Regions from separate parts of the Hordeum vulgare genome. Here all the other regions are linked to region 3. Evidence: chromatin contacts called from public Hi-C and HiChIP or PLAC-seq data. All regions are on one chromosome and are shown on one strand. Each heading gives the region's core, a stretch centred on a gene start, on an enhancer-like site or on the middle of the called end of the contact. The rest is flanking DNA. Distances are from core to core; before and after follow the strand shown.

Region 1 (2,832 bases), core at 86-2,585, 780 kb after region 3:
CCAAAATTCTTAATAATAGATAGTAGATTACATGAAGTAACACAATGATTATTCTTGCGACTAGGAAGTGATATCCTCTGCTTCCCTAGGTTAATTGTGTGCATGAAGTACAAGTACAGGTGGTCCACAATCATACAGAGCTAAATGAATATGATAAGTTGCGCCATTTTCTTCAGAAGTAGGATAATAAGACATTTGTTGATTTGTCGCTCCTAATACACGAATATCACACTGCTGATTAGCACACTTGTAAGAAAGCAAAGCATTCATCCGAAAATGCAATCGTGCAATCTTTCTACCAACATATAAAAGCTATAGCTAGCACATATGCAAAGCTTCATATAAACAACAAGCACTTGTTCTCAACGACTACTACTCACATTCATTGCAGTAGTTGTGGCCGCAGTCCATATGGGAAGCGGACGAGAGGGGCACATCATCGTAGCAAACATTGCAGGTGACCTCCGTCGCAGAGGGCGAACCGGCATTATTAGCGGTTCCGAGAGGAATACCAGCCTCGGAAAAGAGCCTATCCCTCCCCTTCTGATCGAGCAGCTCGAATATCCTCTCCACATCCCATCGGTAGTGAATTAGAAGCGTCCTTGCGTGGTGCTCCTTTAACCCTAGCAGATCCATCACCTTCCTGAGATCCTCCCTCTACAGACCCCAATCAGCCAGAACAAGTTTACAAAACAAAGCGTCAGCATCCGGAAATCGCTTAAATCCTGGAAATAGAATGGGGGGAGCCGTCGGGCCACATAGTCACCTGCGCCGCCAAGAGATACTCCTTGGTGATCACCTGCAAGCACAGGCAAGGAAATAACCCGTCAGTAGGAGAAGCAATCGGGGGCGCCAATGGGCGGAGAGGGCCAGGGGAAAGACGGGCAAGCGAGGCGCGTACGGAGGAGGAGGACCAATGGCAGTCCTCGAGGTTGCCGTCCTCGAGGACCTGGAGGACGGACTCCTCTAGGGCATCGTCCTCCTGATCGCTCAGGTAGCAGTCGTCGTCGTCGTCGTCCTGCTCGTACTCCGGCGACGACGCCGGCTGGGACACTTCCTCGGCGTCGCTGCCCATCGGCTCAGCGACCGATCAGATCAGCCGAATCAAAACGAGCGACGGCGGCGCAAGGAAATAGGGGTTTCTAGATTGGCGGACGGAGTTGGTGGAAAAGGCGGCGGCGGAGCTGGGGAAGCGCGGGGTGGATTAGATACCGGGCCGGAGGGGGGCGGCGTGGGAGACGGGGACGGGGGGCGGCGGAGGAGGAGCTGGGAGGGGAGTGAAGGTGGGGGTAGCGGAGGCGCTGGGGCGTGGCCGGAATTGGGGAAGGGCTGCGCCTTTCGGCTGCTGCTGGTGCGGGTGAAGGGGGTAAGTGAAAAACTGCCAGGCACCGTTTTGGTTTTTTTAATGGGGAAAAGCTGGCAGTTGGCACACACCTACGCTCCGTGGCAGCACCCTAGGCGTCCGGCTTCGGCCCAGCTGTGAGTTTGGGCCTGTGTAGCAGGCTGGGCTTAGAAGGCAAGGTAAGACCTCAAGGGACAGCGAGAGTTTACACACGGGGGCGAATGCTGGTTGTGCCGTGCAATTTTTCTCTTTAACCCACCACACGCAACGGTTTTGTGTAAACAAACTCTGACGTTGTTGGACACCCGTTAGATATAATTGATGAACAAGCAATGCTCAGGTCTGATTCTAAGACTGTTTGGTTGTCGGACCCATTTCGTTGTGAGTTTGAGATCACACCCATGCAATTGGTCACGCTTCTAAATGTGTGTTTCATTTGTGATGACGATGGCGCTGATTGCATTCCTTGACATCTGAGATAAAAGGCACCAACTGCATCGATCTTAAGTTCTTGACCCGCATTGTGCTTGTTGTAGACCCGAAAATATCGTCGTCCAATCAATCCAGCGTGCATGCCTAAAATTCATGAAGTTCACTTTGTTCTTAGTTTTTGTATCCATGAACGGGAGAACATTTGTCCATTTGTGGCAAACTGGCGTGGCATAGGGTCCATTGTACCCGCTTCATTAATTCTCTAAAATCACTAATTGAGAAATATATTTTTCAAACATCACTTTCATCTTTTTTTAAAGTTTGGATAAATGATGCATTGTATGTGTCACTTGTTGCAATCTAAGAGGTTTTTTTCGTAGATCAGTATTTTTAAAATGTTTATCTCTTAACCATGTGTTTAAATTTCGAATCGATTTCATTGTTGATTTTCTCACGTTGAGATCTTCAAAATAGATCCCATGTTGATAGATTTTGATAAACTTTTTCTCGCAAAAAAAGACAAAAAAATTGGATGAAGAAACCGTGCCTCTTGTGATAGAAAAAACATGTTTTTTTTTGTTTCCGAGAGGCACAGTTCTGTGCCTCTCACAAAGACAAAACCGCGCCTCACGCGGATGCAAAACCGTGTCACTAGCGAAAAAAAAATAAAAAACACGATTTTTCGTTTTCGAGAGGCACGACCATGCCTCTCGCGTATGCCTCGGCATACTTTGGGCAGGGTTAGCCTTCGAGCCGGGCCGAAAAAGTCCGGTGCTAAAAACCCAGGCCTGAGCCCGTCCCGGCCCGACCGTTGAGCCTAAATATTGGGTCCAAGCTCGACCCAAGCCAGAAAAAGCCCGACTGGCATGACCCGATCACGGCGGAAAATCAGTATTCTTCAAGCCCGAGCCCGACCGCGTGGCTCAAATTCCAGGCCCGAGCTTGGGCCGATGACATGTTTGGAGGCCCGGCCCGGTTCGAGATTTTCGGGCCTGATCAGGTCGGATCGTCTGGACTGGGCTACCCATGGCAAGGTATACTCTCGTGGAAGCAAAAGT
Region 2 (2,723 bases), core at 130-2,629, 680 kb after region 3:
AACAATCAAGCAAGTCGAAAGCACTTAATAAGAGAGGTCAGGCATGCATGGGGCCATATGCCACTGAAATATAGTAGTAATCCCAAAAAAAAAATGTTGATTTCAATCGCTTACCTCCTGTACCAAAGAGCATGGAATCTCAGTGCTGTGTGACTGCCTTTTACTGGTGCTCTTATGATCCTTGGGTTCCCTAGCATTCTTTGCAAAAAAAAAAAAAAAAAAAAAAAAAAAGGAAGAAGAATATAAAAACAGAAAATGGTGAGGCAGGGAGAACCATGAGATATTTGCAGTAAGAACACATACACCCCAACCAAGGCATCTACCAAATGCAGCGACCAAGACGGTTTTGATCCTTGGCAGAACAAACTGATTCAGACTTCAGACATGGAGAATTTCTACGGGAAGGGAAAATGATAGAGAGAGAAAAACCCGGAATACCTGCTGCGACAATCTAATTAACAGGAAAACTGACTCTCACTCTGCCTATGAACATTAAGAGAAAAAACAATGGCGCAAGAATTAAGGGGGCATTTTATCTCCGCAACCGGCAATTTACCTGTTGATGCTGAGCATGGCGCCTCGGGGAGTGCGAATCTACGCTCTCCATTCTGAGGATTAATTCTCCTAGAACAAAACCACCGCCAATGCAGACCCGACAACAAGTGCTTCTTCTACCTAAGAACCGCAGAATCATATCGTCAGGCCAGTCCAGAATCCAAACACGGCGCTGCAAAAGAAACCGCAAGCATGTCGCAACCGCATAATGCCAACGGTGCGAACCTCTCGAAGCCGCTGCGATTCATTGCTGAGCCACTCCACTGCAGCAGGTCTGCGCAGCCGAGCTCAAGAATGGCTCCTCCGGCCTGATCTCACAGGTGAACCCAGCCAAGCCAAAACCTGAAATCCGCAGCCACGTTACACACGTACCAGAAACCCAAACGGAAAGAGGAGGTGGGAGAGACGCTATAATGGAGAGGGAGAGCTCGGAATCTCACCGGACACAAAAATCGCCCGCAAGGAGTCGGGGTTTCTCGGGGTTGTTGCCGGGGAGTCGATCACCTAACCAAGGAAACCACCGGGCCGGACTGGGCTGCTGCCTTCTGAATGGCTCCCTTCTCTTGTCCCGGAGCTGCCGCTGCTTCTCTGGGTGGCCGCGTGCGCGCGCGCGTGGAGCGTGAGGGCGACGGATGAGCTTGAGGGAGGCGCTGCCACTGCCAGAGGGAGGGTGCTGCTGCTGCCTATGAGAAAATGAGAATCGTAGCACGCCTACTCCGATCGGTTTCCCCTTTGCTCTGCTGTGTCCGGCTATTCCGATGCTTTGTTTATGGTGGCGGTGTATCACGTTTAATTTACGTATGCCTGCCCTGAAACTTACCAACTCCCCTCCTTTTCTATGCAAGTTCTTACTGTATTTATTACTAGAGCTGAGGCGCCGGGCTCCACGCAGCTCTATTCTACTCTATCCAGATCCGGAAGCTCTTTGTTTACTCGCCCATTCGTCCGCGCGTTGCTGGTTTACTCCGCTGTACAAGGCTGCTCGCCGTTCTACTCCGTCGTTGCGTCAGACGTTGAGACCTGATGGTGATGAGCTAACTGAATTACTCCTCCGTCACCTTCATTGTATACCATCGCTTAGCTGAAGGAAGAGGATAATCAAGTCAAGACTTTTGCTGCCGATAAAAAGTTGCATTCTGATGCGTACTGTGCAGGTTTTGCCTCAAGGGTAATGATGAGCTGATATGGCAGGGGAGGTAAAAATAACAGACGCAGCAAGTCAGCATGCAGGCAGGCACAGTAACATGCATGGCTCATCGATCTTTGACCTGCTACCTGTGAATGTGAAGACCACGCTACGCTACGCTGTTCACTGCCGACTGCCGAGGCCATTGATGGAAGTCGTCCTGTGTCTACGCATCAGACACGGGCGAGCAGGGAGCAAGCCTGTGTGGACGGTGGAGATGACACACAGCGAGGGCAAGAGCCCACGAGTCCAAAACCCCGGAGAAAGAGGCCAAGGAAATGGGCAGGCGCACGTCCACTGTGGACTGCGGTGAATCTGTCCTCTTTTCACCTCGAAACGGGCGCTCCTTTGCCGTGATGCGCTGGTGCGGGCTTGACCTCCGTGAGAAACAACTTTGGCAGGTCATGTGACACGCTCGCCACATGTGTCCACTGTCTACCAGTAAACTGAAGGAACCCTCGTCAGGCTCACAGGATATCCACAGCGGCCGGGGCCGTCTCCTGCTACCTAGACCAATCCTGCGTTACGTGCACGCATAAAAGAGTGGTTAGGCCAGCTCCAACGGGCCGATCTAAATAAAGGGCGATTTTGTTAGTTTTTTGTCCGTTTGAGCCGGCCAGACGAATACGAACATATACTTTCGTAAATGGATCGGCGCATGCGTGCAACGCTGGCCGAACTCATTTTTGCCGGCGTGCGAAAAAATACATTAGAGCAACTTCAATGGGACGATACATTCCGTCTGTCGCCGTCCGTTTGGGTCGGCACGGAAAAAAATGATGGCCAACGCGCCGACCCATTTTCCGGCCCAAAATTGAGACTGAAATGCGTCAGCACGAAAGCGAAGCAGACACACGCCCCCTCGGTGTCCGCCCCCAACCACCGCGGACAACATAATTTATGACGGCCGCCATCCTCGGGCCCACGCGTCGGCGACCGCAATCGGCCTTTTTTAATCCGAGCGTGCGGTGGGTTTAACCAT
Region 3 (2,824 bases), core at 104-2,603:
CAAGCATTCGCCGGAGCAGATAAGAACCATACTCGAAATCTGAGGTCCACACAGCATACCTTTTGATACATGTAACGAGAGGAGATTCATGTTCTGAATCACTGTGATGTATATTACCTACTAAAATCTGACTGAGGTTGCAGTTTCTTCTTGAAGAAATATTAAAGTGGCGAACTGTTGTATGACATCGCGTACAGTTTTTGTTGTCGTTGTAAAACCACATGAACCATTGTCAGATTAATGACGCCAGTCGTGTTACCAGAGAAGAGAAGCAGCATTCCAGTATTTCCGATTCTTTGCCTCTGTAGTGTTGAAAGCGACGACGAAAAACCGCAATCCAGCTTGCCAACTGGGCAGAGTCAAGCAATTGTCGTCTCAGAGGCTTCTCAGGAGCAAATTGGTAGAAAATGCCACTGTTTTCCTTTTCCGCTGTAACCCTCCGCAAAACGTCGGAGTTAATTGTATCCTTCTCTGTTACTTTCAACGCTATCTGCTGGTTTTGAAGCAACTTTTTTCTGTGGCCCCTCCTATCTGATGTCCTTTTTTCGCGCTGATTTGGCGTATGCAAGCTGTGGCGGTTGACTGCGGCGACGAGCGGAACTCGGAACTTTGGCGGGTGTGGAAAGTGGAAGCAGCAGCCGCCGGTAATCAGGATCCAAGGCTGCTTCTTGGAATAGCTAATACTATCAGGGACAGGTTATCCAGGTATGGTTGAAAAGCTGTTCAAGCTTGTCGGCAGTGTAGTACATTTGTTTGTTTTCCTTAATTTTTATCATTTTCGGCAGCTGAAAATATGATAGCATATGTACCAGTCAAATCAACTTTGGAGTAGCGTGGCTTGTAATTAATACTACTAGCAGCATCAGCTTGGTTGAACACCGCACAGCCCATCCATTAGCTGCTCATCAGTGCCGCAGAGTAGGTTGACCTTAATTAATTATTTCCCCACGAACGTATTAGATCGTGGTATTAAGCAGATAGTTGCATGGTTAGGTGTCTCCACCATCTTACGTACCACGTTGGGTGCATCTAGCCGCCCCTAGAGTACTAAAACTTAGTTTCTTCTAATCCTGAAAACCTTGTTACTAGATTATGTCACTTGTCACCTCTTATAGGAGTAGTACAGTACAGTATAATCTAAGGGCATGACCGCATGAGCATACGTGCGTGGTTCCACTACACGGTTTCCGGGGAAAGAAAACGACCAGTTGCGTCGCCTGACCTCGCGGGTCGTCGTTTGGCCCGGGATTTTTCTAGTCCGTTGGCATGCGGCGCACGGCAAGTGGGCGCAGCGTGTGGAGAGGGTGGGCCGGGCTCTAGCTGGCGGCCACCCGAGGCCGAGGTCTCCGGTCCACGGTGGAGGGATCATCTACGGAGAACGCACAGAGTAATAAGCTGGCCGTGACCGTGGCAGTGGGAACGGGTGCCCGTGAGCTGCGGGCGGACGCAGACGACGACGTACGGCCCCGCATCCTCCCCATGACGGCGAGACGAGAGGAGAGGATGAACTGCTGGCGGAGTGATTACTTGGATTCTCAGCTGGGGCCTAGCTAGCTAGACGAGACGGCCGGGGTAGTAGTAGTAGCAGCGATGAGCTGCGTGCCAGTGTGTTTGTGTGTGCAGTGCGGGATGGGGAGCAGTAGGAGTAGGTTGGTCGCTGGTCTCGGGTTTTAATGCGGGAATTCCACTGCAATGAAGGAGCAAAATTGACAGCCGACGCGGCGGGGACGCAAGCGCACGCACCACCACATACATACACCGTCGATCGATCATCACCCCCCCTCCCTTCGCCCGGCTCCCGCAAGCCTGCTTCGCTTGCTTCCCTTTCCCGCGCCGCAGCAGCACAGCACAGAGCAGCAAGAGCGAGCGTCGCTCGCTTGCTTCACTAGCTAGTAACAAATCTATGATGAGAGGGACGGCGTGCTCGGAGCTCGGAAGCAAAATAAGCTTAGGTAGATAGCTAGCCAGCTACGGAGATGCGGGGCGCGGCGCTGCTTCTGGCCGCCGTGTTGCTGCACGCGGCGGCCGCGACCGGCGAAGGCAACGGGAGCTGCGTGCGGAGCTGCGGGGCCATGACGCTGCCGTACCCGTTCGGCTTCTCCAGCGGCTGCACGATACGCCTCAGCTGCGACGTCGGCATCGACGGCGTCGGCGCCGCGTGGCTCGGCGGCGCGCGGGAGCTGGGCTTGCTCGTGCGCAACGTCACGCCGCGCGCGCTCATCCTCAACCTGCATCCCGACTGCTCTCGGTCGTTCAATGCGTCCATCGAGGCGCTCTTCTCCGACAGCTACGCGCCCGCCTCGGGGAACACGCTCGTCGTCAGCTCCTGCAGCAGCTCCGAGGCCGACCACATCAAAAACTGCAGCAGCGAGCCGCCGGACCCCTACATGGACATGCCCTCGTCCCACTGCACCGCCAACGAGTCCATCCGCTGCATCCTGCCTCAACGTCCCAGCAACGCCAGCGGCCTTCCTCTTCGTACAAACAACACCATCGGCCACCATCTTCTCAACAGAAGCGAGATTCTCAGGTACAACTGCACCGGGCTGGTGTCGGCGGTGAGCTACTCCGAAGCGCAGGGGCCGTCGCTGCTGCTCGGCGCGCTGGAGCTGGACTGGTGGGTGCCGGGGCGTTGCCAGTGCGACCGCAGAGCCAACTGCACCCAGTTCCCGGCGACAAAGACGCGGCCGGAAGGGTTCCAGTGCGACTGCCCAGAGGGACTCCATGGCGACGGCTTCGTCGACGGCACCGGTTGCCGGGAAGGTCAGTACAATGGCTGGACGGTATTACATCTTTCTTTATTTTCCTTCTGCATTTGGCGAGT

What was found. A called contact is a pair of places that touch in the nucleus more often than the background predicts. HiChIP or PLAC-seq counts read pairs in DNA pulled down with a chosen protein or histone mark.
Region 1: a contact with region 3 is called in a Hi-C map of seedling, with 3 times the contacts expected there. The contact joins the promoter of LOC123449254 here to the promoter of LOC123449259 in region 3. A contact is called at or near these places in 1 of 6 Hi-C or Micro-C datasets (seedling) and 1 of 1 datasets of contacts at active chromatin or transcription factors (embryo).
Region 2: an H3K4me3 HiChIP or PLAC-seq map of embryo shows a contact between it and region 3, with 8 times the contacts expected there. The contact joins the promoter of LOC123449255 here to the promoter of LOC123449259 in region 3. A contact is called at or near these places in 1 of 6 Hi-C or Micro-C datasets (leaf) and 1 of 1 datasets of contacts at active chromatin or transcription factors (embryo).

Annotation. Positions count from the first base shown.
Region 1 is chr4H:523,020,949-523,023,780 of MorexV3_pseudomolecules_assembly, reverse strand. It overlaps LOC123449254 (probable E3 ubiquitin-protein ligase ARI2), which reads right to left and starts at 1,335. Exons shown (of 7, transcript XM_045126400.1): 1 at 902-1,335; 2 at 767-799; 3 at 381-657. The coding sequence starts at 1,075.
Region 2 is chr4H:523,115,476-523,118,198 of MorexV3_pseudomolecules_assembly, reverse strand. It overlaps LOC123449255, which reads right to left and starts at 1,379. Exons shown (of 12, transcript XM_045126401.1): 1 at 996-1,379; 2 at 781-897; 3 at 557-675; 4 at 115-198. The coding sequence starts at 607.
Region 3 is chr4H:523,797,206-523,800,029 of MorexV3_pseudomolecules_assembly, reverse strand. LOC123449259 (wall-associated receptor kinase-like 14) reads left to right here and starts at 1,353. Exons shown (of 3, transcript XM_045126405.1): 1 at 1,353-2,763. The coding sequence starts at 1,977. LOC123449260 (conserved oligomeric Golgi complex subunit 6) reads left to right here. Exons shown (of 11, transcript XM_045126406.1): 11 at 1-185. The coding sequence ends at 43.